Linked DNA regions of Hordeum vulgare: region 2 is linked to region 1. The links are chromatin contacts, called in public Hi-C maps. All regions are on one chromosome and are shown on one strand. Each heading gives the region's core, a stretch centred on a gene start, on an enhancer-like site or on the middle of the called end of the contact. The rest is flanking DNA. Distances are from core to core; before and after follow the strand shown. Region 1 holds the start of LOC123406099 (S-adenosylmethionine synthase 2). Region 2 holds the start of LOC123402916 (vesicle-associated protein 1-3-like).

Region 1 (7,427 bases), core at 1,009-3,508:
TGGGCTAGCGCCGAGCCAGGGTGACGATTGACGGTGATTTTGTTGGCGGACCAACGACTGTACAAAATTCGAGCGGCTAGAGGCGGATTGGGCGCCTACATGCGGCACCGAGGCATTTCCCAGGTCGACTGGACCGGTACGTGGCTAATCCATGGCAAGCGCAATCCATTGCCGGTCGGATTGGCCAAATCCCGTCGCCAAGACGTGCCAAATCTCGTCGTCGCCACACCAGCCTTCCACGTCGACATGAAGGAGGCGCCCCGCCGGTGGATGTGCTGCTGGGTGGGGGAGGAAGGGGGATGGAGAGAAAGGTGGCCGGGAAGAATGGCGCCGGCCTAGGGTTTGTGCATTTGTTGGCGACGGGTGGGGGAAAGGGATAAAAAGGGCGAGACTGTGTCGTCGACGGGCAGGCCAGGGGAAGGAGCACGCGGGTGAGACGCGTGTCCATTTCGTGTCCGCACCGATCCAAATGCGGCCCAAATTTAGGCCTGGAATGGTTCACGGGCGGACGAAAAGCGGACATGTGTCTGTTTGAGGCGGTGCCTTGGGCCGTGTTTTCTGTGTGCGGAACTCAAACGGACACGCACGGACGAAATGAGTTTCCCCGTTAGAGTTGAGGTTTCATTAAAAACTACATATAAATATATGAAACAAAATAAATGAATATATACTCTAAAATATGTCTATATATATATGTATGTAGCGGGCTGGGCTGGGGGCCAGTTCTTTTCACCTCATAATTCTTCAGTATCATAATTCTGGGAAACTGCCCACATAATCGTTTGGCTATAGAATTGTCTGTCTACTTCTTTTTTATGATTCTAGTATGTAATTGTTGTATGAGTTGTGCGCTGAAATGTCTCAGACACCCTTAGATTGAAATGATTGATGAATTACAATCACTTGATTATTTCTAACAGTTTATGTCCAATATGAAAACCAAAACGAGCTACAAATCTAATAAAGTACATATATTAGAATACAAAAGCGAGTTCCAAATGCCTCGTGCTGCTGGGCGGACGAAGTGGAGGGGCGGACGGACGGAAGGAATGGACGGGCGGCTGGGCGCGTCCTGCTGAAGGGTCGGCTGGAGAGGCATTAAGAAGTGGCGGCCCGATGGGAAGGAGAGGAGGAGATGGGGCGGCCGGTCTGGGGCGGCGGTGCAGGAGCCTCCCACCGGCGGATCCGAGGAGGTCGAGGCCAAGGTCTGGGGCGGTGGAGTAGGGTGGCAGCCGCCAGCGGATCTGATGGTTGCAACCTTAGCATTGGGGTGGGGCGAGCACGAGTGTGGGCGGGAGGGGAGGGGGGCGGGGGGTGAACGGTAGTGTGGGAGGCTCTGTAGCAGTCTGACCCGATTGACAATTTGGACATAATTTGGTTGTCCAATAGGGATAGCAGTTGAAAACGAAAAGTTTTTTTAAGGGGCTAGTTAGAATTGTGAGAATTGCTAGGTACCTACAATTTTAAAATGCACTATTAATTGGGAAAAGGTAACCATCAGCCGGCGGATTATAATGGCCGAATCAGCCACCTCCCCCGTAAGACACGCATCCAAGCGACTATGCGGTTCTGCAACAAAGACTATATTTTTGAAACATATACGATGTTGCAGTGGTCTACTATAGATTTATGTTCTGACCATCCGGTCGCCGCCAGCCGCCCATGCCGCCCATGAACGTTGCAAATTTTTTTCGCAACTTGACCTTTGTTGTAAAAAAATCCTAAAACATGACCTTTGTTGCAAAAAATTCTTCCGCAAAAGTACCTATGTTGCAGAAAGACGAAGAAAAAAAATCCTGCAACAAGCAAATTATTTCTGAAACTCGACCGTTGTTTCAGAATTTAACGGGTATAAAGTTTATTTCTTGCAACAAAGCGAAAGTTTCTGCAACTCAGCCATCGTTTTAGGAATTATGGGGTGCCTGACCGGAGCAGATCCGACGGCTACGTGTAGATCGGACGGCCCTGCAAGTGGTGAATATTTAGTAAACATCCACCGGTGAATGCGTAGCACGTCCCTAATTGGCTATTAATTTTGGTAATTCTTACCTGATTCTTTTTTTACGATTATAATTTTCCGGAAGGTAATTTTTCAGAATCGAGTAGCCTACCAACCACGTTCAGCAGATCGCTTACGCAAGTGGAGAAGATCTTTCTAAGGAAAAGACAAGTGGGGAAGAAAATAAATTAGATGGTTGGTAGGTGATCTGACCCACCGCAAAAAGGAAAAAAAAAAAGAAATGGGTTTGGTGGGGAGGAGGGCTTCCGCAAGGGCTGCAGGCTGCAGCACAGGTTGTGCAGTCCCGCACTCTCACCAGCAACACTCATGCACGACCTGACGAGCCCCCCGCTCCTATAAATTGCGTGGCCGGGATCTGCGGACTACACCGCGCATACATTCGACCTCTTTCGGTTCGTCGGCCTCCTGAACAATAGCATCAGCACAACTGCACAAGGTTAGCACTCACCGCGTCCTGATCTCATGCTTCGATCATCTATGTCTAATTTATCTTCTTTTTCATCATACGTGGGTCGCTTAGTTACTACTCCCTCTGTAAAGAACGGAGGCTAGCTGTGGGGGGTTGGTGGGGGTTGGTGGTAGTAGGAGCAGGTGGGTGGATCGCGGTGTCCGGCCGGCGGCGCTACGTCCAATAAGTGTGCTGCCGTTCCTCGTCGGAGCGGCGGGCTCGGTGTATACGGGTGTGGTCGGCGTGGCGGCGGCATCGACTTTGCTATGGATCTTCTGTTCCTCCAGCTGCGTCGTCCACACGGCGGTTCTTGCTCCTGCGCTGCTGTATGGCCGGGTAGATGTGTACACGGGGTCGCCGGCTTCTATTCTGGCGTCGGCTTGTGTGCGGATCTAAGGCGTCGGGTGGTCCTCGGCCGATGTGCCTTTTCTTCGGCTCTTTGAAGCTTCGATGCGATGGTGTCCGGCGGGTCTTTGGCTCGAGGTCGTCGCTCCTTCCTCCGCTAGGCGCTAGCAGATTCGACGGCGTGCGGAGGATGGTGGCAGATCCAGGATTGTTCAGCAATCACCCCCCTTAGGGACCTGTTTGTTATTTCTTCTTTTAAGGGTGTTTTTTCCTGTTGTGTTTAGACGGGTTGCCCCTCTGGCTTATCATTCCAGTTTTTTTTTTTTTTTTTTTTTTGAGAATGGCTTATCATTCCAGGCTGTGCGGTAGTATATTGCTCTGTAGCTGGGACAGTACCGTGATTTTGTGGCACGACTGATATTTGTTTGATTCTAACATAGTCGAGTTATTTTTTTATTTGCAGAGCATCACTACCACGAAAGAAATGGCGGCCGAGACGTTCCTCTTCACTTCCGAGTCCGTGAACGAGGGCCATCCCGACAAGTTGTGTGACCAGGTCTCCGACGCCGTCCTGGACGCCTGCTTGGCCCAGGATCCTGACAGCAAGGTTGCCTGCGAGACCTGCACCAAGACCAACATGGTCATGGTCTTCGGTGAGATCACCACCAAGGCCACCGTGGACTATGAGAAGATCGTGCGTGACACCTGCCGCGACATTGGCTTCATCTCTGACGACGTCGGTCTCGACGCCGACCATTGCAAGGTGCTCGTCAACATCGAGCAACAATCCCCTGACATTGCCCAGGGTGTTCATGGACACTTCACCAAGCGTCCAGAAGAGGTCGGCGCCGGTGACCAGGGCATCATGTTTGGCTATGCCACGGATGAGACCCCTGAGCTGATGCCCCTCACCCACATGCTTGCCACCAAGCTCGGAGCTCGCCTCACCGAGGTCCGCAAGAATGGCACCTGTGCCTGGCTGAGGCCTGATGGAAAGACCCAGGTCACCATTGAGTACCTAAATGAGGGTGGTGCCATGGTGCCTGTTCGTGTGCACACCGTCCTCATCTCCACCCAGCATGACGAGACCGTCACCAACGATGAGATCGCCGCGGACCTCAAGGAGCACGTCATCAAGCCGGTGATTCCCGGGAAGTACCTCGATGAAAACACCATCTTCCACCTGAACCCGTCTGGTCGCTTCGTCATCGGCGGCCCTCATGGCGATGCCGGTCTCACCGGCCGCAAGATCATCATCGACACCTACGGTGGCTGGGGAGCCCATGGCGGCGGCGCTTTCTCTGGCAAGGACCCGACCAAGGTCGACCGCAGTGGCGCCTACATTGCCAGGCAGGCCGCCAAGAGCATCATCGCCAGCGGTCTCGCACGCCGCTGCATTGTGCAGATCTCATACGCAATCGGTGTACCTGAGCCTTTGTCTGTGTTCGTCGACTCCTACGGCACCGGCAAGATCCCCGACAGGGAGATCCTCAAGCTCGTGAAGGAGAACTTTGACTTCAGGCCCGGGATGATCAGCATTAACCTGGACTTGAAGAAAGGTGGAAAGAGGTTCATCAAGACAGCTGCTTATGGTCACTTTGGCCGCGACGATGCCGACTTCACCTGGGAGGTGGTGAAGCCCCTCAAGTTCGACAAGGCATCTGCCTAAGAAGAAGACATCACAGTGGGGTTATTCTTGGTCTGCTGCCACTCTAGTTCAACAATCCTTTGGCTCCTGGGAAGTAAGAAGAAGCATTCGACATCACCGCGTCTGGCTGCACTGGTCTTGCCGTCTAGTGATCAGTGCTAAGTTTTCGTACTGGTGTATCATTTCATATATTTTTCATTTTCTTTTTGAGTGTGCTGAAACTGCTGAGTGATGTGCAGTTTGCTCTGTCACTCGCTCCGTCACTTTCACTTTTCATATTCTGTTTTGTGTAGTTTCCCCTCATAAAGCTCTTTCTTCCAGAGTCTAAAGAGCCTTGTGTAATTCTGTTGCCCTGTCCTTCCCAAATTGTGATTCTTCTAAGCAGCACTTTGTATACTGTTCAAGGTTTTTAATCATGGTTTGTGCAATTGGTAAATGTAAGCCTAACTCAAGCAAAAGTGATTTGATAGGATCTGGATTTATACTGCCCAAATCATTTTGATTCACCGGACTCTGTTCTTGACCCACACTATATAGCTCTCGAATCATCATGAGCATTGATCGGGTTTGGTGTAAAATAGTGCGTGTTGCCGTGCCGCTTTTCGTTCCCACTCTTTTTCTCCTGACTTTGGTTGGAATTGCTTGATGATCATTGTGTGACGGGCTGGTTGTCCATATGGCCTGTACTTTTATTGGACATGCTGCTGTTTCTCAGCCTAACGTCACTCTCCCTTTTTTCCTGTTAGATCGAGCCGTGCCAGTAGGAGCGGTTGGTGGCCAACACTCACATGTCATCATATATGAAGCAAAACCAGTGCTCCTGGTACACATGTATAAGGTACTGACTGAGAAAACTCTGAGAGCATGATATATTCCTTTGTTTAATTAGATCGTTTTCAAAAAAGGTTCAAATAAAATATCAAATTGAGTTCTGTTTATTGAATGTTGTATTGTAGTTCTCTTGGCAGAAAGATTTTCTCAATTCAGTAGACCAAGAAAGACATTTTACATCTGATCCAAGTCGGTTGACATTGTGAGTGTCTGAGCTTATCACCCTGGGGGGGTTTGTTATAGAAAAATCTGAGACTTGGAAGGTTTCTCCCTTACCTGATCATCACCAATGTGGCAATGTCCAATAACAAATTAAATCATAGTTTGGCAACAAAGTTCTATAAAAACTGTAGTAATTCAATATCTCAATTTTCAATGCGTGGACAATGAATACATTGGTTTCCAAATATCATACTTTTCCTCTGTTTTGGCAAAACAGCATGTACGTTTGACAAATACTGTTTTACCGTATAGTTTGACTCGTTGCACCAACCACACCTATACTCAGGGTGCCCAATGAGCAGCCATGCCATGCATGTCAAATCCTCTCTTAGCTGCGCAAAATCGTTTATGGGTGTACGTGTGCCTTTGGCCGCATAGGATCGACTAGCTAACTATTAACGATTGCGTACTGAGTGTGCTGTAACGACAAATTGATCTACTCCACGAAGGGAGCTTCGTTCAGTCATGCGTAATGGGCAGTCAGCGACCTGATATAAGCGTAGAAGATCGAGCTAGAAAGTAACATGTGCCTAGCCGCCGCCGCTGCCGGCTGTATATAGAAAAGCAGATCGCCTAACATGGAATGCTAATAATTAGGAGATAAACTTTATTTAACAGATATATAACTTTGAGAGAAGGAGGCGGAGGAGGCTGGGTGAGCGCTCTCCTCGTTTCTCTCCGTTCAGTTTAGAAAAAAAGAGGTCATGACTTCTTTTTTAGATACTGCAAAAATACTATGATATAAGAAATATCAGGGTATCCTAAACTGCGGTATTTGTTTCATCCAAACATCTCAAAGTATTTTATATCAAGGTTTTTTTAGAAACCATGGTATTCCTGAAAAACTGCAAAAATACTTTTTATCCAAACGCAGCCTAACTGTAGAAACAGAAGACAGGATACGAACACAGCAGTAGCAAACCGACCATTTTGGGATAGGGTGAGGTACGTGCAAACATTATTCTTTATCTGCCACAACAAACAAATTTATACGAATAGGTAATCAAGCACCAATCTGGAAGGCTGCAATTGCCATAATACATTTATCTTCAATGAAGCTAGAACAAGGATGAAAATCTTCTGGGCGTAATTGGAACATGATTCCTCCCTGACTACCACAATACTTCCAGTAAACCTGAGAGGTATGATGAACAAATTTCTCATTACTTCACACACTATGATAAAAACTACTCCTCCCGTCTCATAATATAAGAGCACACTAGTGTAAAAAACGCTCTTATATTATGGGATGGTGGGAGTACTTGCAAAATTCACCACATATCGGCCCTGTAAGTAACTAAAGTGGAGGCTATTCATATTTTGCCTACAGCGCAAGAAAAAAATAAAATAAAATCCTAGTGATAGACTGGTATGAAAACCTGCAAGTACTAAACTACCCACGACAGTTAACATATACAGTATAAGTTTCCTTTCTTATTGGCCCTTGGAAAGGACCAAAGATAGTAGATGTTGATAAAAATGAACTCTCAATAAGTAAATAAATAAAAGGCTTATCTCGTACACGGTTGCTACTCCAGTATCCAGGTAGCATGTCTATGAAACTGGCAAAGCCAAATGTGAATTCAGACTGGAAATATTTTCCTGTTGGCATGAGAGGTTGTCAGAGATATCATTTTTAGTAGAAATACTTATAAGGTAGCATTTTATTATTTTCAGAATCTGAACATAATCATGGATCGTATTTTTAGGACCTGTTTTGACACTAAACATAAACATGCATGAATGTGATATTATTTCGTAGATTCACTATCCAATTTTTTTTTAAAGTTAAACAATACTGAAACATCCCCCTTTTGAATATGATACATTGTTAAATTATAGGTTACAACATGCAGTAAATACAAAAAGTGACCATTAAGAAAGTTATGAAGTACATATCTGAATCCCAAGCT
Region 2 (6,986 bases), core at 3,758-6,257, 180 kb after region 1:
CCACCCAAAAGAGCCATGTAACCGAGTTTGTATCCTTATCAACAATTTTTTTCATACTAGAACTGAGGATTCTCAGCTACCCGCCTCTTAAAATACTCAACTGTCAAATCCATGTCTCGGAGGTTTAGGTTTTGGCGCAGCTTTGACCGGACATTTGATACATCCCTCTTCGCATATGGTAGTATCCCGCGGTCTCCGCCGCGCACCCTTGAGAGCATCCCCATGCACGATGAAGTTGAGAAGTTTACATCATGCATGGTCATTATGAGATCCATATCTTCTTCCGGAATGTTGCGGTGTGAGCGGTAGTATCGTACAAGCTCTGGCTATGGCATCAGGGGGTGTGTGTGCTCCGCAACAAAATGTGATACAAGCCACTTGTTTCCCCTGATTCCAACTATCATCTTAGCTTTGCAATCATGTCGCAACAACCTATTCGTTTGACGTTTGTTCGTAACATCCATTTCGAACCAACTATCTTTGCTAGACGAGGTTGCACCAATTGATAGACCTTCTTGAAGCAGTGTTACTATCAGCTTTACTTCCTGGCTTGCCTCTGTGGACACTCTCAAAAACCCTCTTGATAAGTGTCGTAGGACCTTTCTTTTGGTTGTTTCGAGAAGCGCCTATGTGTATTCCAAATCCAGTCTTGAAGGCATATTCATTGTAGAATATTGTAGCATCATCGACAGTGTCAAATTGCATGCCAACAAATGGTAATAGTGGATGCGATGAAATTTCTTCTTCCTCATCATCACAGTCATACATTGTAGCAGTTGAGTTGAGTCCAGCATGTGAATTCGTTCTTGTATTTGTTACAAAATCATGCGCCGTGTAGCTATGTTGAGTTGTTGTTCCATCGTGAGCATCCTACAAAAAAAATCAAAAGTACATCCATACATCAGTACTTTTTAACATCAATAGATCGCCCAGGCATGCATGAAATTTGCAGCATAGTAATTGTTGTAAAAGATTTTTTTGCAGGACAAGGATACAAGGATTTAGCATTTCTTCAGTGCAGTTCACAACAACATTTTCTGATCAGGACAATGATACACATTACCAGTTCACAGAAGTTTACATCATTACGAGTTATTTACCATGGCTTTTACTAGTTTTGAACACACATTTTTCTGAGCATTGTTGGACAAGGATACAACATTTTTTGCGCAGCAACCATACTGGTTTTGACAGCAGGAGTTTTTTTAGCATAATGGCATTGCAACACAAGCATTGACTACCATACTCAATGGGACATTACTTCATATTTTGAGGGATACATATATTTCTGAACATTGGCTACCATACTCAACACAAGCATTGACTACCATACTCAATGACAGCAGGATACTTCATATTTTTCTGAACATTGTTGGACAAGGATACATCATTGACTACTATACTGATTCTGAATACTGTATGGTTGTATTTTTACAGCAACCATACTGTTTTTTACCCGACAAAGACTACCATGCTCAACTCAAAAAATCATAGAATCACAAGCATTGCTTCATATTTTGATAGGACTTTTTTTTAGCATAGTGACATTGCAACGCAAGGTGTTTTTTACAGAGGAACTCACCACATCTGCTGTGGAACCGTACATCCGATTTTCTGGGAAGAACACGGCTGGATTTATGTAGCTGGATCCATCTGAGCTTCGAGCAAAAGTTGAAGCAGCCATGTCTGTGTAGATGTGCTGCACCATGATGGTCCAAACAGTGGATGGGGAGGGCGGAGTCGTTTGGTGGCTGTGGTACTGTGATTAGCTGCAGGCGAGCAAGATCTGCCGCAGGTGGTCGATCGGCGGTGCGGTGTGGGGGGTGGAACGGGGGCAGAGGGTAGCGGGCAGGAGGGGTGGGTGGGGAGGGCGGAGTCGTCGCAGGTCGCCGCCCGCGATCCGCGGGGATTCAGGTAGGGCGGTGTTGGGCTGGTACGTTTCAATGCAACAAGCAAAATGTTGCGAGGGGTGACGGCGCGTGGCTGCTCAGGTGGGACGGTGTCGGACTGAATCCGACGGTGGGGACTCGACGCATTGGACGACTATCGAGGAGGCTTACGACTGGTACAAATCAGGCGACAGATTTGTAGCAGCCGCCTAGTTTTTTTAGGGGTATCAATCTTGTACTCCCTCCATTCCCTTATACAAGGCCACAAACTCAAAACACAGGTATCAATACAGAATTTAATGATTGCATCATCAGCTACTTCCTCCGTCACGGTTTAGAAGGCACGCTTGAAAATCTCTGGGACCAAGGTAGTCATCGATTGGTTGTGAGATGTAGCAGGTGTAAATGCTAATACGCCTAATCAACTGAGAGAATACTAGTACTAATGCATGAGCAGCAAATTGGAAGGACGCATGCATGACTAGTACTAGTACTAATTAATAAGAATAATTGCTTTCGCGCCTTAAACCTTGTCTATTTTGAAAACGCACGCAAGTTTAACTGCGCCTTCTAAACCATGACGGAGGAAGTAGCTTTTCTTTTCTTTTACCGGAATCTTCTAAACCGTGACGGAGGAAGTAGCTTTTCTTTTCTTTTACCGGAATCATTAATGCCATCGCATGTAAAAAAAACTGATCGGCAGTACTAGTACTAATAGGAAGGAAGTACAGCTAGCTAGCGTAATTACCACCGCATGCATGCTTGCCTGTACGAGGAGTCCCTCATTAAATTTTGCCTCGTTTTCTGTTAGTGGCCTTGTATTGATGTAATTTGTATTTTTTATAATAGTGGCCTTGTATAAGGGAATGGAGGGAGTATTAGTTGACAGAGGCAAACTTTGCTTATTACGGAAAAATAGATCAACCCCGTTCCAACCCTTCGAATCTCGTAAGCCAGAGAGCAAAATCCGAAGCATAGGGACGAGGAGAAACTGAACACCTGGACCCACCCTTCCCCTCTGCCGGCGCGCATGGCTTCCGCATCCGCCTCGCCACCGGCGAACGCCCACGCGCCGCAGGCGCTCGCCAAGTCCACTCTCCTGGGCGGCGTCGGAGATCTGGACGCCGCCGTGTCCCTCCGCCTCCACGCCCTCTTCCTCCCGGTGCCCCGCCTCCTCCTCAAGGCCTTCGAGGTCGCCGGCGACGGGCGCATCTGGCTCCCCGTCCCCATATCCCTGCTGCTGATCTCCACCACCACCTCGTCCGTGGTCTCCCCTCTCCTCGTTGGCCTCATCTTGGGCCTGGTGCTCGACCTCGCCTTCGTCGGCCTCGCCAAGCTCATCGTCCGCCGCCCGCGCCCGGCATACAACGCCGCGGACATGTACGTCGCCGTCGCCGTCGACCACTGGTCCTTCCCCAGCGGCCACTCCTCGCGCGCCTTCCTCGTCGCCGCCTTCCTCGCGGACGGGGGTTTTCCCCGCGAGGCGCTGTTCCTCTGGGCGGCCGCGACTTCAGCGTCAAGGGTGCTTCTGGGCCGGCACTACATTCTCGATGTAGTCGCCGGGGCTTGGCTCGGCGTGGTAGAGGCCTGGCTCAGCAACTTGATCTTGAGGTTTTTGTGCGGCCGCAGCAGCTTTCTTGTATGCTAGTTCTTGCATGTTTTTGGTCAGTCGCATTACTGTCACACAAGTGCATTTTTTCTTGCAATCCATTCACCACGTTTGTGAGCACCAGTGTTTCTGCTTGAACTGATGCGCATGCCATGAAGGACATTGAAGCCAGTTGCTTTTCTATGAGTACAATTGTTGGTAGATGGTGGTTTCTTCACTTTTTAGTTATTGCAAATGGCAATTGACAACTAATAGTACTGATGTCCTAACATGATTACTCTTCCTTCATCATAGCAGGTGCTACTACCTAGATTTGCATTGCTTATGCTGAGTGCATTCGAAATATTGGTTCACAGCGTAGTTGCTTATGCTACAATAGTTCAATAGTTTTCGTAAAATGGATATGCTGCTAGCAGAATATGCTAGTAGATATTCCATGCCAATTTGATTTGTCAGGTTAGGTTCGAGAGGTTCAAGAAGTGCTATCACCTGCAGGAGATTCCTCTCATGAAGAGCACCTGTCATTCAGTTATACTACTCTGTCTTATAATGTAAGACATTTTTTGACACTATGGAGAGAGTATTATTCTGTTTCTCTCCATCAAGAAAGAGTCTTCTCAGAGCTACTAGGATATTGTTCAGTTTGCTTTTGGGAGGAAACACAGAGAAAGTAAGCGATGTCAGGTGGTGTATCCAAATGTTGAAAGCGAGCGGGAATTGGCCGGGGAGTAGGACGTTGCAACTGTCTGCATCGCTGGCCAGTGGCGACAACCCCGGATGAGAAAACAAGGAGCGATCGAGGCATTTTTGTACCGTTTTGCTGCAAAAGGCCTTTGATATTTCAGCAACGCTGATTTGGTATAAATTTTACTAAAGCAGCGAAACTAATATGGATCAGAAGGAGTATTACTGTTCTGGACTTATTTGACGGTGACACGTCCTCAAAGAAGGTGGACGACGGTAGCTGAAGAAGCTCGTTCCCGGCGTAGAAGCTTCAGATCTGATTGATGATAAGTTTTTTTTTTTTGACAGAAGATTGATGACCTTACGCCGCATCATTTCTACCCATTGTTGTGATGATGCTTGCCTGGCAGTTCATAAGTGGGTACCCTTTCGGTGCGGTAGCCAGCAACACTAGCATCAGGTCTTTGCACGTTGATGTTCTCTGATGATGCTGGGACGAGTGAAAAAAATGATTATGCTGCTATTTTCAGAAACTAATTAGCTGCCAGCGTAGATCCTTTTCAGGGTAGAATTCATCTGCTGATCAGATCATCAGTGGCTCCATGTTCCTTGTTGGCACGTTTTGGCAGGACATGTGTACTGTATAATTAATTGAGAGAAGCCGGACGGCGATCTGCTTTAAGGCCATGAAGAAAAAAAATCATACTACTCTCTCTATATACATTGGTTTGAGCAACAAATAATGTCGATAGAAGAGAGTGTACAGTATTATACTCCCTCTGTTTTAAAATAATTATCTTAACTTTATACTATACACAAAGTTGTACTAAGTTTAAGACACTTATTTTATTTTAGGATGTGAGTATTGGCAACAGAAGCTGTATATCTTATATCAGGAAAAGGTGGACACGGGCGTCGGTCGGAGTCGGGAGGACAAAGGAAAAGAAAAGGTAAGAGGGGAGTGGAGATAGGATCCTTTCTTTGCCGGGCGGCGACGTGGGCGCCGTATCCGGCCAATCCCAACTGGCAAACCCGGCTCCGCCGCCGCGGTTGCTCGAATCCAGCTACTTACATTATATACAACTCCTCAACCAACGCAACGCAACGCGCGCTACAGATAAAAGGGAGCCAAGAAAGAAGAAGCCCGGATCACCCACGACGCAACCGCTCCCAACAATCAATCAATCAACCCAATCACCAGTGTTTCCCAACCGAAACCGCCTAATCCATCCATCAATCCCTTGTCTACGCCCACCCGAATTCCTTTCTTGCGCCCTCCGGAGTCCTACCCCCCGTCCCCGTCTCCGTCTCCTCCGATTCGCCCTCTCCCCCCGTCGACAAATCCTCTGCCTTCCCCTGCTTCGCCCTTCGTAGCCAGCCAGATAGCCTCTGCCAGCCGCCTCTTGGTGCTCTGCTTCGAGGAGAAGGTAGGAAACGACGCACGGCACGGCACGGAGCTCGTTCTTGGATCGTGCTCGCGACTCTGCCGGTGGGAGAAAAGAAGGAGAATCATTGGTTTTTGGTTCCGACTCTCTCACTTTCTCCAGTCGTGCTTCGTTTGTCGGCGCCATGAGTAACACGCTGCTTCGAATCTACCCTTCAGAGCTCAAGATGCCATGTAAGTGCTCCTGGGACCTACCCTCAGCTAGTTTCTGCTGCTTCTTGATTCGTATTGGGCTATTGGCCTCTGGGGACTGATCAGATCGTTCATGTGTCGATGCTCTGAGCAGTTGAGCTCAAGAAGTCGAATTCAGGATGCATCGAGCTCGTCAACAAGACCGACGAGCGTGTGGCTTTCAAGGTGGGGATTGTTTTGAAACCTGCAGTATGATATTCTGGAGAAATCGGACTGACGGATGTCCTATGCGACGCTCCATGTGCAGGTGAAAACAACGAACCCAAAAAAGTACGCGGTGCGGCCTACCTCCGGCATCGTGCCGCCAGGGGGATCCTGCGGTATCACAAGTATGTCTACTTTGCTGCATTAGATGCTTTATTATTGTTATTAGTTGGCTTGCTGATGAGCCCATCTCATGTGGCATTGTTGCTTGCTCTAGTTACGATGCAGGCACCCAAGGAGATCCCGCAGGATTACCAGTGCAAGGACAAGTTCCTCATTCAGAGCGTCGTAGTGCAGGAAGGGGTAACGCATAAGGACATTGTCCCTGAGATGGTAAGTTCTTGCAGCACTCGGGGTCGACACCCTGGATGTTGATCGATTGTGTCATTTGTGTAATCTGTAATGTAAATGATATGGTTTGCAGTTCGGCAGAGCGCCTGGCAGGGTGGTGGAGGAGTTCAAGCTGCGGGTGGTCTACATCCCTGCAAATCCCCCCTCACCGGTGCCTGAGGGAGACGAGGAAGAGATTGCAGATATGGAGGTGGACCATGAAGTGTTTAGACAATCCATGATCGATGCTGTAAGTACTGCTATTGCTGGTTGATGCTGTAAGATATGATGCCATATTTGTTCATAAATCCTAATGGTGGTTGGTGTGCCATCTTCCTTTTCAGGCATCTAGGCAAGAATATGCATCTGGGCCACAAGCTTCACATGACGAGGTGAGTATTTGTTCCCCCAAAAAACAGCATTGCTATGTTCTTGTATCTGTCTTAATATTGTGTCCAAGTACCAGTTGTTGCACATAGCAACATCAAATGTGCAGCACATTACTCACTGATACACTGCATTCTTACTATTATTCTGCTTGGATGTTATCTTCATCAAATTATTACCCAAATTATAATGCCCACATGTGTGGCATTTCAACACTTGGTCCACACGTCTTAATCGTCGTTGATTC

Evidence for each region. A called contact is a pair of places that touch in the nucleus more often than the background predicts.
Region 2: a Hi-C map of seedling shows a contact between it and region 1, with 4 times the contacts expected there. The contact joins the promoter of LOC123402916 here to the promoter of LOC123406099 in region 1. A contact is called at or near these places in 4 of 6 Hi-C or Micro-C datasets (leaf and seedling).

What each region holds. Positions count from the first base shown.
Region 1 is chr6H:418,000,956-418,008,382 of MorexV3_pseudomolecules_assembly, forward strand. It overlaps LOC123406099 (S-adenosylmethionine synthase 2), which reads left to right and starts at 2,259. Exons shown (of 2, transcript XM_045099588.1): 1 at 2,259-2,456; 2 at 3,277-4,897. The coding sequence starts at 3,298. The coding sequence ends at 4,482.
Region 2 is chr6H:418,182,926-418,189,911 of MorexV3_pseudomolecules_assembly, forward strand. It overlaps LOC123402916 (vesicle-associated protein 1-3-like), which reads left to right and starts at 5,008. Exons shown (of 8, transcript XM_045096883.1): 1 at 5,008-5,800; 2 at 5,913-5,983; 3 at 6,066-6,147; 4 at 6,240-6,355; 5 at 6,447-6,602; 6 at 6,697-6,744. The coding sequence starts at 5,752. It overlaps LOC123402917 (probable lipid phosphate phosphatase beta), which reads left to right and starts at 2,822. Exons shown (of 1, transcript XM_045096884.1): 1 at 2,822-3,699. The coding sequence starts at 2,920. The coding sequence ends at 3,537. It also overlaps the pseudogene LOC123400956.